Regions from separate parts of the Mus musculus genome. Here region 2 is linked to region 1. Evidence: chromatin contacts called from public promoter capture Hi-C data. All regions are on one chromosome and are shown on one strand. Each heading gives the region's core, a stretch centred on a gene start, on an enhancer-like site or on the middle of the called end of the contact. The rest is flanking DNA. Distances are from core to core; before and after follow the strand shown.

Evidence for each region. Promoter capture Hi-C pulls out the DNA fragments that hold promoters and counts their contacts.
Region 2: a promoter capture Hi-C map of cranial neural crest shows a contact between it and region 1. The contact joins the promoter of Pithd1 here to the promoter of Gpatch3 in region 1. A contact is called at or near these places in 2 of 39 promoter capture datasets (cranial neural crest and neutrophils).

The regions. Positions count from the first base shown.
Region 1 is chr4:133,572,290-133,578,449 of GRCm38.p6, forward strand. It overlaps Gpatch3 (G patch domain containing 3), which reads left to right and starts at 2,456. Exons shown (of 7, transcript NM_172876.2): 1 at 2,456-2,921; 2 at 5,618-6,045. The coding sequence starts at 2,471.
Region 2 is chr4:135,984,861-135,991,038 of GRCm38.p6, forward strand. It overlaps Pithd1 (PITH (C-terminal proteasome-interacting domain of thioredoxin-like) domain containing 1), which reads right to left and starts at 2,384. Exons shown (of 6, transcript NM_025411.4): 1 at 2,078-2,384; 2 at 1,532-1,575; 3 at 1,081-1,158. The coding sequence starts at 2,275.

The DNA of each region.
Region 1 (6,160 bases), core at 1,206-3,705:
GAGTCATAAGGATTATCCACCCAGGATAGAATGTTTCAAAGTGCCCGCCACCAGCCTCTCCTTCTCTCCCTATGCCCCGACAGCAGCTGTCAAAAATGGCGGCTCCTGCCAGGCGTGGTGGCGCACGCCTTTAATCCCAGCACTCGGGAGGCAGAAGCAGCAGATTTCTGAGTTCGAGGCCAGCCTGGTCTACAAAGTGAGTTCCAGGACAGCCAGCGCTATTCAAAGAAACCCTGTCTCGAAAAACCAAAACCAAAACCCAAACAAACACGACATCTCACCCTGCAACTATCACAGGAGCATTTTCTTTCCCACCTCAGCAGGAGCTGTCCACGGTGGCCACAACTCCACTCCAGCCTCCTCAGAGATGGCGCCTCAGCCAAAGCCAGCTGTGGCTGGGAAGGACTTCCCACCTTAATCCATGGACCCGATGCAGGGAAAAGGGGTGAGAAAAGCCACCAATCTCTGAGCGCCCCAAGCTCAGGACTTAAAATTCCACCAATCCTACATCTGGAAATCTCTGCCCTGCTAAAGCACCTCCACTAAGCAAGCCCATATAAGCTCTGCCCTTTGTCCAGTCCTCGCCCAGGAGCAGAGGGCAGCCATTTCTGGATTCAGCCCTCCACATGCTGGACCCTCCAATACATCTCTTTCATGAGATTTGGTGCCTGGTGTGACTCTCTCGTCGCAAGAAGCCATGAAGACAAAAAGTAAAGATGTGGACTGGGGCTGAGGCTCCTGAGCGCCTGAGTTCAGTTGGGGATCCCCTTCCCTCGGAGCTGCAATGCTTCTGCTGAGGAAGAGACTTCCTCTCAGAGCCGTAAGGTCCCTGGGCTCCCATGCCCCAGGATGCCCTTCCACTGGGTACCATTCCCCTTGAGTTCTAGGATTACCCTTTCATCTGAGCAGAAACACCTACACCCACCATCAACCATCAACTGTATAAAAATTCTTAGAGAGGGGTGCGATCTCATGAGCCTTCCCCCTCCTCCATGACAGGAAATTGAAGGGCCTACTTTTGGGCAGAGTTGCACTCGCTATGAATTTAAAAATGGATCCAGGGCTGGTGAGATGGCTCAGTGGGTAAGAGCACCCGACTGCTCTTCCGAAGGTCCAAAGTTCAAATCCCAGCAACCACATGGTGGCTCACAACCACCCGTAATGAGATCTGATGCCCTCTTCTGGAGTGTCTGAAGACAGCTACAGTGTACTTACATATAGTAAATAAATAAATCTTTATAAAAAAAAAATGGATCCAGAGGCTCCAACGCCCTCCTCTGGCCTTCCTGAACACTGCACACAATCACAAGAGCTATACTGTTTGTTTGTGAGGGACTCAACGCCTTGTACGGAGGTCGTCCGAAGCTGGCAATATGGTTTTCGCCTATGATCTCTGGGAATAGTTTTCGATGTCTATGCATGTATTTGTACATTTAAAAAAAAATCTTTTTGAGGGCTGGAGAGATGGCTCAGCGGTTAAGAGTACCAACTGCTCTTCTGAAGGTCGGGAGTTCAAATCCCAACAACTGCTTTGCAACCATCCGTAATGAGATCTGATGCCCTCTTCTGGTGTGTCTGAAGACAGCTACAGTGTACTTACATATAATAAATAAATAAATCTAAAACAAACAAACAAAAAAACCAAACCAAACCAAAAAAAATTTTTTTTTCCCTCGAGACTTCTCTGTGTAGCCCTGGCTGTCCTGGAACTCACTCTGTAGACCAGGCTGGCCTCGAACTCAGAAATCCGCCTGCCTCTGTCTCCTGAGTGCTGGGATTAAAGGCGTGAGCCACCACCGCCCGGTTTGTTACAGATAATTTTATGTGCATGAGAATTTTGCCTGCATGTATGTATGTGCAACACGTATGTGCCTCTAGAGGTCAGAAGAGGGTGTCCAATCTCATGAAACGAGTTACGTATGGGAGAGTTCCCTCGTACGTGGGTGCTGGGAATCCAATCCAAGTATTCTGTAAGAGCAGCGAAAGCTCTTAATTGCCGGGGCATCTCTTCATCTCCCCCGTCCCGCGCCCTGAGAAAGGCTCTCTCGACATAGCCCCGTCTCAGTCACTATGTTGACCAGGCTGGTCTTGAACTCACGCACACCTGCTTGCCTCTAACTCTCAAGTGCCGGGTTTAAAGGCGTGAGGCACCACGCCCGGCTGGGTTGGTACTGTAGAGTCCAGTTTTGCATCAGACCTCCGCCACCTCCCGCTCAGCATCCCGGTGCTCTACACTGGTTCCTCCTTAGAGCCTCTCACACGCTGGACCAGCTATCACTGAGCTACAGCCCAGCCCATCGCACGAGTTTTCCATCTTCTGTGGAGCTGGAAACACAGATTCGGCCCAAGAGCAATTAAAACGAAACTTCAAGTACCAAACGGTCACCGATGCCACATTGACCAAACTCCAGCATCCGAGACGTGGTGCTCTCGCGAGAGTGGACGCCAAGCAATCATGTGACAGGCCAAGATGGCGTCGCCCAGGGAGCTGGACGAAGAGTCGCCGGTTTACCTGGTGGTGAGCGGGATCCCTGCCGTGTTACGCTCGGCTCAGTTACGGAGCTACTTTAGCCAGTTCCGGGAACAGCGCGGCGGAGGCTTCCTGTGCTTCCACTACCGGCACCGGCCCGAGAGGGGCCCTCCGCAGGCGAGTCCCGAGGCGGCCCGGGCTGGCCCGGACCCCGCCGCTGAGGATCCGGTTCTCGCCCAGGCTCCGGCCTCCGATGCCCGCGCTGTCCGCGCCCGGGGCTCTGCGGCAGCCCAGACCCGCACCTGCTGCTGCGTCGTCTCGGTGAGGGGAGCGGCGCAAGCCCAGCGGCTGCTTCGCATGTACTCCGGTCGCCGGTGGCTGGACTCTCAGGGGACCTGGCTTCCCGGTCGCTGTCTCATCCGCAGGCTTAGGCTTCCCACCGAGGTTTCAGGTAAGGGGGAGAGAATGGACCGGACGCACGGCCCTTGGAAAAGAGGCGCATTGCCTGGGTGGTTAAGATAGGTTATCACTGTTTAGAGCTTAAGTTAGTTCTGGACAAAGCTACAAGTTTTCAGCCCAATCTGCATGTTTTTACTCAAGGACTTACAAGGCAAAACAGACAAAACAACTGAGATCTGTATAGATAAGTTTCAAATGTATCCCCTCTTAAGGACCATTTCCCTAAGGGTGGTGATTTTTGTACTGACATGATTTCTTAAAAAGGATATTTGGAGCCCGGTGCGCTAAGGCACGCCTTTGATCCCAGCTCTCAGGCGGCAGAGGCAGGAGGATCTCTGAGCGAGCGAATTCCAGGACAGCCAGTGCTACACAGAGGAACCATATCTTGAAATGCACAAAGGAAACTTGGTTTCTTCTAATCTAACCTAGCGACTGGAAGACAGGCTCTGCAGAGGAAAGAGCTGGGGGCAGCAGAGAGGGGCTGGGCACAAGTGTGTCCATTGGGGAAAAGGAAGCCAGGTGTTTTAAAATGCCAGATGGAGAGGTTTAAATAAATTATTTTGAAACAGTTCATCCTAAAGAGTCATTAGCAATAGTGGTGGTATATATGCCTTTAGTTCTAGTGCCTGGGAAGTAGAGGCAGATGGATCTCTGTAGTTCTAGCCTGGCTTGGTCTACAAAGTGAGTTCCAGGACAGCCAAGACTATCTAGCTCTGACCCTGTCTCAAAAGTTAAAAAAATAACATACAAAACAAAAATGAAAAACTGGTATCAGCTCAAAGTTAAACAGTTTCATAGAAAGAGGTGTGTGTGTGTGCGTGTGTGCGTGTGCGCGTGTGCACACACACTCGAGTGCATATGCCGGCTATGGTTTAAGCAGAATCTTTAGGAGCAATGTCTTATCAAGACATACAGCATGAGCTGCCTCTCTATGTGTGTGTCTCTCTCATGTAATCTATGCTGGCCTCAAACTCTATGAAAGTTCCAATGACCTTGAGCCAGGTGTGGTAGTGAACCCCTTTAATCCCAGGAAAAGCAATCAAATTTCTATATTCAAGGCCAGCCTGGTTTACATGTCTAGTTTCAGACCAGACAGGGTCTGCCTCAAAAATAAATAAACAAAAGAAGTAACCTTGGGCTCCTGCCTGTGCCTCCCATGCTGGGATTATAAGTGTATGCCACCATATTTGATCAGCCCATCATTTTCTTATGGACTTCTCAAAACAATCCTTTGCTACCAAGAAAGATTGCTTATCTTGCTACCCGCTCTGAAGACCTGACTTGGATCTCAGGACCCACATAGTGGGAGGAGAAAAGCAACTCCAGCAAGCTATATCCTGGCCTCCATAGGTGCACTGTAATGTGCACACCGCAGTAAAGAAACAAAACGTAGGGGGCTGGTGCGATAGCTCAGCAGGTAAGAGCACTGACTGCTCAAGGTCCAGAGTTCAAATCCCAGCAACCACATGGTGGCTCACAACCATCTGTAATGAGATCTGAAGACAGCTACAGTGTACTTATAAATAAATAAAACCTTTTATTAAAAAAAAAGAAAGAAAGAAACTGTAATAAAAAAAATCAGGGCTGGAGAGATGGCTGAGCACTGGCAGCTCTTCCATAGGACCCAGGTTCAATTCCCAGCAACCACATGGCAGCTCACAACCCTCTGTAACTCCAGTTCCAGCAGATCCAACACACACACACACACACACACACACACACACACACACACACACACACAGAGGCAAAACACCTCTGTGTTTAGTGCACATTAAAAAAATCATTTGTGGGCCTGGTGAGATGGCTCAGTGGGTTAGAGCACCGACTGCTCTTCCGAAGGTCCAGAGTTCAAATCCCAGCAACCACATGGTGGCTCGCAACCATCCATAACGAGATCTGACTCCCTCTTCTGGAGTGTCTGAGGACAGCTACAGTGTACTTACATATAATAAATAAATAAATCTTAAAAATAAAAAAATAAAAAAAGAAAAAAGAAAAACAAAAAAAATCATTTGTGTCTGGAACACCAGATATGCGCAGTATGTGACAGCTCAGGATCAGAATACAGTTGCGTGGTAATGGTTCTATTCTAGTACCAATAAAAGCTGGTCCTCGGGAAGCAAGTATTGAAGATACTTGTGTATTCCTCTGGGAATACACACTCCGAATATGCACAGACAGACCCTGAGTCACATTTACATTTATTTGTCGGGTAGAGGATACACACAACACCAGTGTGGCAGTCAGAGAACAACTTGTATCACGTTTGCCTTGTTAGCCTTTTATTTTTAAAGATTTATTTATTTATTTTAGGTATGTGAGTACATGGTAGCTGTCTTCAGACACACCAGAAGAGGGCATCAGGTCCCATTACAGGTGGTTGTGAGCCACCGTGTGGATGCTGGGATTTGAACTCAGGACCTCTGGAAGAGCAGTCAGTGCTCTTAACCGCTGAGCCATGTCTCCAGCCCCCAAGTCTTTTATTTTTAAAGAAATAAGTCTTACTATGTTTTAGCCTAACTGGCCTCTAATTCACGATCCTCCTGCCTCACTTTCTTGAGTGTGCTGACCTCATAGATACCACCATGTCTGATAGGAAGCAGATTTAAACTGTGATTTACTTCTGGCTCGAATATTGCTAAAAATCATTTAGGGCTTTAACATCCAGTCTTTTCCCTCCTTCCTAAGATCTGGGGTCCTTTCCCTTTAAGACCCGGAAGGAACTACAGAGTCGAAGGGCGGAGAATGAAGCTTTTACCCTGGCTGACCTGAAGCAGCTCCCGGAGCTGAATCCGCCAGTGCTGATGCCCAATGGCAATGTGGGCACCCCCCTGCGGGTCTTTTTAGAGTTGATCCGGTCCTGCCGTCTACCACCTAGAATCATTACCCAGCTACAGCTCCAGTTTCCCAAGACCGGCTCCTCCCGGCGCTATGGCAACGTGCCCTTTCTGTATGAGGACTCAGAGACTGTGGAGCAAGAAGAGCACGTGTACACAGCAGAAGGGGAGGAGATCCCCCAGGGGAGCTGCTCGGAAGATCCAGCAGCTGGCTCCTTTGATGAGCCGGAGGATGAAGGGCAGCAGCAGGAGGAGGAGGAGGAGTCTGGCTCAGAAGAGGTAAGTAGTGTAGCACTTTGCAGAGGCCAGGTCAGGGCTGGCTTTGGAACGTTTACCCAGCAAGCACAAAGCCCTGAGTTTGAATCCCAGACTGCGCAAACCCGGCAGGGTGGTA
Region 2 (6,178 bases), core at 1,134-3,633, 2.4 Mb after region 1:
GAACTCACAAAACAGATTCCTCTTCTTTCAGAATCAGGCAAACGCTCCAGAAGGGAGGATTACCAATGGCGGCAACAACAGATCTGGAACTTTGCTGCAGCCACACAGATGCGGATGGAGCAATTCCACATCAGCACAACAGCGTAAAGATGGGAACTGTGTACAGTGAGAGGAGCCATAAAGAACATTCGGGGGCTGGAGAGATGGCTCAGCGGGTAAGAGCACTGACTGCTTTTCTGAAGGTCCTGAGTTCAAATCCTAGCAACCACATGGTGACTCACAACCATCCGTAATGAGATCTAATGCCCTCTTCTGGTGTGTCTGAAGTCAGCTACAGTGTACTTACGTATAATAATAAGTAAATATTTTTAAAAAAGAAAAAGACCGTTTGGGACCTGCAGCTAGGTTAAGGAAACTGCAAAGTCATCACCAGCCGGCCTCAGCTTTGCACTCTCTCAGTGAATGGTGCCATGTCAGCACTTGGAAGAGATAAGCAGCTGGCCCCAAGGATGTTCACACCAAGACAGTCATCGGGCTGGGGATGAGGCTCAGTGGTAGAGCAGGTACCTCATACTCACAAGGCCTAGTGTTCTATCCCCAGCACCACACAACACACAAAAAAAGTCAGCTGGGTAGGGTAGCTTTCAGAATACAGAGGAAGGCAGATCTCTGTGACTTCCAGGACAGCCTGGTCTACATAAGGAGAATCTGTCTCAAAGGAACGTCATGGTGGCACCCATCTGTAACTTGGGAGGTAGGAGTTCAGAAAACAAGAGATCCTGTCACAAAAATGAAGGCGCATGCGCGCATGTGTGTGTGTGTGTATGTATATGTGTATATATATACACACACACACACACATATACATACATCTTAAATTATTTATGTAATTAATTCAAGAAGCACTACATGCATTTCAATGTAACTAAGAACAAGGCCAACCTGTTGTTGAACTCTGATCCCCCATACTTGATGCAGCAAGCCCTCTAACCCACTGAGCCATCTCCATATCCCTGGAATAAAATATACCAGCAAAAGCTAGGTGGGAGTCTCCCGAGGGCCGAAGCCCTCACTACTCACAGTCTCATCTCCGAGGGGTGCGAGTCATCATCCTCGCCCATTATGATGACGCCTTTCAGCTTGACATTGCCCGTAAACCTGCCAGAATTCCAAAGAGAAGGTTGTCTACCTGGGATTGAACCCTGAGGACCAGCAGCCATGTGACTCTGACAAGACCCTTCCCTTTTAGCTCAGCTGACTCATCTGCCACCTGTAGTCCTTTCAAAGACCCTGTCATTCCATACCTCCAAGAAATGTAATCACCTCAATTATAATTCGACAAATGCATGTGTAGTCACACACACACACACACACAAGCTCCTATACTTACTTTCTCAAACCCACCAAAGAAAATCTACCCCATTTCTAGACACAGGTGTGCACTCTTGACATAGCCATCAAATGAAGTCATCCGAAGAGACAACTGGGTACAGCCCAGTTTGCCTGAGGCAAGAGCCAAGGAGATACTTACGGAATATTAAACAGGAGCTCTTCGTCCGCATCACTTTCAACAAACTGCGGTGCATGGGGAGGAAGCAACAGATATCTGCTGAGAAACTACAATTTCAGGCATCTGGCCTCCCTGTTCTACAAACTGAGTCGCGATGCAAATGGACCTGTCCCAACAACCCGCGCCCAGGTCCTCATAGCTGGGAGCTGCTCAGTCTCCATATTCTAATCACCACGGCCCCTCTTAGAGGGATTCTAATGGGGGTTTCCCAGGCTGCGAACTCAAAAGACCAGTGCTTCTGTGTACCCTTCTGGAGAACCTTCAAATGGCTCTCAAAGGGGTCTGGGTTCCAGGTTAGAAGTACGGATCGCGACCCCAGGCCAGGTGAGGCCATCGGACAGCCATCTGGACCAATGGTCAGAGGAAGAGACAGCAGTCCTCTCTGCTCTCCTCCCTCACATGCCCTCGCCGCCTCGGAAGGGAGGTAAAGCGCCCACCTTGCTCCTCTGGGCCTCAGTTTCCCTGTCTGTCTACCCTGCGAGGCCCCGGGGCTCCCGGGCCGCCCACCTTGGAGCGGTCGGTCCGCTCCTCCCACGGCTTGAAGACGCCGCGGCCGCTGCCCTCGCGGCTCTCGTTGAGGCACTGCAGTCGCTCCAGGTCGATGCGCAGGTACAGCCCGTAGGCCAGGCCGCGCTGCTCGGGCGGCTCCTCGCGCTCAGCGGCGCAGCGACAGCCGCCCCCGCCGTGGCTGTGGCCGTGCGACATGGCGACGCCGCCCGCCGGCTCGCCTGTGACTCCCTCGGCACCGCCGCTCACCCGGAGCTCACTCGGCTCCGCGACGACCGCCAAGCGCCGCCACCGAGGCGTCGTAAAAGGCGCCCCTGCGCGGCGCATGCGCGCGCGGCCCAGAGGGCGGGGCCGGGAGGGATTGACGTGGACCTGCGCCAGCAGAGCTGGACGCTGGCGGTGTCGCTCAGTGGTACCGTTCAAGCGTGGAAACTGTAGGGCTGGGGACGCGTGGCAGGGACGCGAATCCTCCCCTCCCGAGCCAAAGCGTGCGCTTTCTTCCCTAGCGGCCACCTTTCTCCGGCGTGGTGGATAAGGCGGGGCCGACAGCACAGCAAAGCTTGCCTCCTCTCTCCCCCTGACGCCCTGTTAACCTCATCTGTTTACCCCCTACTTTCTCCCGCCTCTTTTCCTTCTCTGTCTCCTTTCTCCGCCTTTCCTTCCATATTTTTAAGCTAGTTTCTCATGTGCCCCAGGCTGACCTCAGATGATCTATGTACCTTCAACTCCTGACCCTCCTGCCTCCAAATCCCAAATTCAGGGATTAAAGGCACGCACCACCAAATCTGGTGTTAGATTTAATTAGTTACATTTATTATATATCTATCATGGGTCTATCTATCTATCTATCTATTTGGTGTCTTCTGTGGCTTATCGCGCTCTTTCCCTTAATAAAGTGTCTTACTACCTAGTTTTGGCTGGAACTATCTACTGAGCCTGGAACTCACTGTGTAGATCAGACTGGCATAAAACGCAACAGAAATCCATCTGCCTCCGCCTCCGGGGCGTTGGGATTGAAGGCATGGGCCATCCTGCTCAGCAGCATCATATTTTTTTGATGCAGTCTCTCACCGGACTCGAGGCTCACCATTTAGACTAGGCTAAATGGTCAGCGAGCTTCTAGGCTCCACCCTCCAAAGCTGGGCTTGCTGCTGGGCCTGTGCTTGGCTTTTATGTGACTGCTGGAGATTTGAACTCTGTCCTTGTGTTTCCACAGCAAATGCTCTTAGCCGCTGAGTCATCTTCATAGCCCATAGCTACCTTCTTGATAGAAGGTATACTCACCACCAGACCTGGGGTGAGAATGCTGGGTCTGTCCCTGACGGTGTGACACTAGGAAAATATCACCTTTTCCTATTCTGAGTCATTTTTCTCTGTTCCGTGGGCAGGATAGTATCTGTTGAGTAGTCACACTGAATAGTAAGGGAAGAATGTGATTCAAGAACTCAACATGTGGGCTGGAGAGATGGCTCAGTGGTTAAGAGCACTGACTGCTCTTCCAGAGGTCCTGCGTTCAATTCCCAGCAACCACATGGTGGCTTACAACCACCTGTAATGGGATCCAATGCCCTCTTCTGGTGTGTCTGAAGACAGCTACAGTGTACTCATATACATAAAATAAATCTTAAGGGAAAAAAAAAAAAAAAAAAAAAAGAAGCCGGGCACAGTGGAGCACACCTTTAATCCCAGCACTCGGGAGGCAGACTGAGTTCGAGGCCAGCCTGATCTACAAAGTGAGTTCTAGGACAGCCCGGGCTATTCAGAGAAACCCTGTCTCGAAACACCCCCTCACCCCCCGCAAAAGAAGAACTCAACATGTAAGGTGGTGGCACATACCTTTAGTCCTGGCACTCAGGATGCAGAGGCAGGCCGATTTCATAGTTTGAAGCCAGCTTGGTCTATAAAATGAGTGTCAGGATAGCCAATGCTATCCAGAGAAACTGTCTTGAAAAACAAACAAGCAAAACACATGGGTGTGGTGATTTTTGCTGGAAAGCCGGCAATGGACCAGCAATGGCAATGGAGAGGTAGATCTCACATTCAAGGCCATACTAGGCACATAGACCCTGTCTCAAAACCAAAACAGACAACACAGTGCAGTGAATGGCTAACACAGGTGAAGTATCCAATTTGTTCGTTACCTCTGTGCAGTCTAAACACTGGTACTTACTAGAAGTGTGGTGCTGGGCAGGTGACTGAACCCCTACCCTCAGGCTGCCATCCCATCTGATATGACAAGGACCTTTGATTTCCATTTTGAGTCTTGTGTTCACATGGAATGACTTTCATAGTCGAAGTCAAAAAAACTGAAAGTCAGAGTTGGAGAGATGGCTCAGTGGTTAAGAGCACTGACTGCTCTTCTGGAAGTCCTGAGTTCAATTCTCAGAAACCACATGGTAGCTCACAACCATCTGTAATGGGATCTGATGCCCTCTTCTGGTGTTTGAAGACAGCTGCAGTGTACTCATATACATTTTATTTATTATACATATATGATGAGAACACTCACCATATATATAAAAGTGCTGAGCCATCTCTCCAGCTTACAGTGTACTCTTTTTTTGTTTGTTTTTTCAAGACAGGGTTTCTCTGTGTAGCCCTGGCTGTCCTGGAACCCATTCTTTAAACCAGGCTGGCCAAGAACTCAGAAATCTGCCTGCCTCTGCCTCCTAAGTGCTGGGATTAAAGGTGTGCACCACCCCCCTGCCTAGCCAGTGTACTCTTATACATAAAATAAATAAATATTTAAAACAAGAGAGACAGGGTCTCTCATTGAACTTGAAATACACTGTTTCAGCTAGACAGGCTGGCCGTGACTCCCTGGAGAGTCCTCCTGACCCCACAGCCCGCACTGGGCCACAGACACATGCCCTCAGCCCGCACTGGACCACAGGCCCTCAGTCCAGCTCTCACGTGGGCGTTGGGATCTGAACAAGGATCCTACTTTCCCCACGAGCCAGCTCCCCTGAACTTTAAGGGGGAGGGGCTCAAACTTGGGTGATCTCCAATTTGCAGATGCTGAAAACAGAGACCGAAAGAGGTGAATTAAGCTGAGTCCAGACAAGGTTAGGAAGTGACCCAGTTTTGCGATCAACCAATAGGAATCCTGAAACGCATCCTTCCAGAACTCCCTAGAGGAGAGAAAGGGGCGACACCCAGAAGTCTTTGTGTTGAGTCAATTAGCTAGAGGCTGAACACTCACCCCAAACGGAGCTCTAAACAGCACTGTCTCTCCCATCAGTCTGTGATTAGCTGGGTAGCTCTTTCCTGGGCTGCAGTCTCAGGCGCTGAAAGTCTGGGATTACCTTGAGTCTAGTTAGGCTGGCTATCTGGGATGTGGGACCCATGGCGCTAGCAGGGAGGACATTAGCTTAGATATAAGAGGAGTTCACCAAATTTCCAGGATCACATTTTTTACTTTTTAAAGTGTGTGTGTGTGTGTGTGTGTGTGTGTGTGTGTGTAACTCACAGGAGTCAGTTCTCTCTTTCTACCATATAAATTCCAGGGGATCTAACACAGTCATCAAACTTGGTGGCAAGCATTTCTACTCTTGAACCAGAACCACCTTTTTGGCCTGATCTGTAGTCTGGTTGGTACCTGTTTTGTATTTTGTATCTAATGAGGCTCATTAGATAGCCCAGGCTGGCCTCTTCAACTCACTCCTCTTACCCCCACCTTCTGCATACTGGGGTCCCAGGGATTGCCTGCCACACCTGGCTAAGCACAGTCGCTTTTTAACCTCTGCTTCTGTGGTTTGTTTATGATTCCCTAGTCAAAACCAGTTTCATAGATGAGTCCAAATTCAAAGATGGAGAGACAGGCTTTGTTGCTTAGGCTATAAAAATACCTGAGGTCTGCCCACCTCCCTTCAGTTAAAACTGGGTCTCTTTGGTTATATAACTCCCTGGTTTAATGGCGTCAAACAACAATTAAGACTTATTATCTCACAGTTTCTGAGTCAAGAATTTGGGCGTGGCTTCCTTGGGTGGCTTCTGACTTGAGGTCTCTCAGGAGCCTGAAGTCACCTAAAGGTCCAAGGTAGAAGACTCAGGTGAGAGAAAGTTTGTGCAGGCCTGGCTTCCTTTTCAAGTGGACCCATA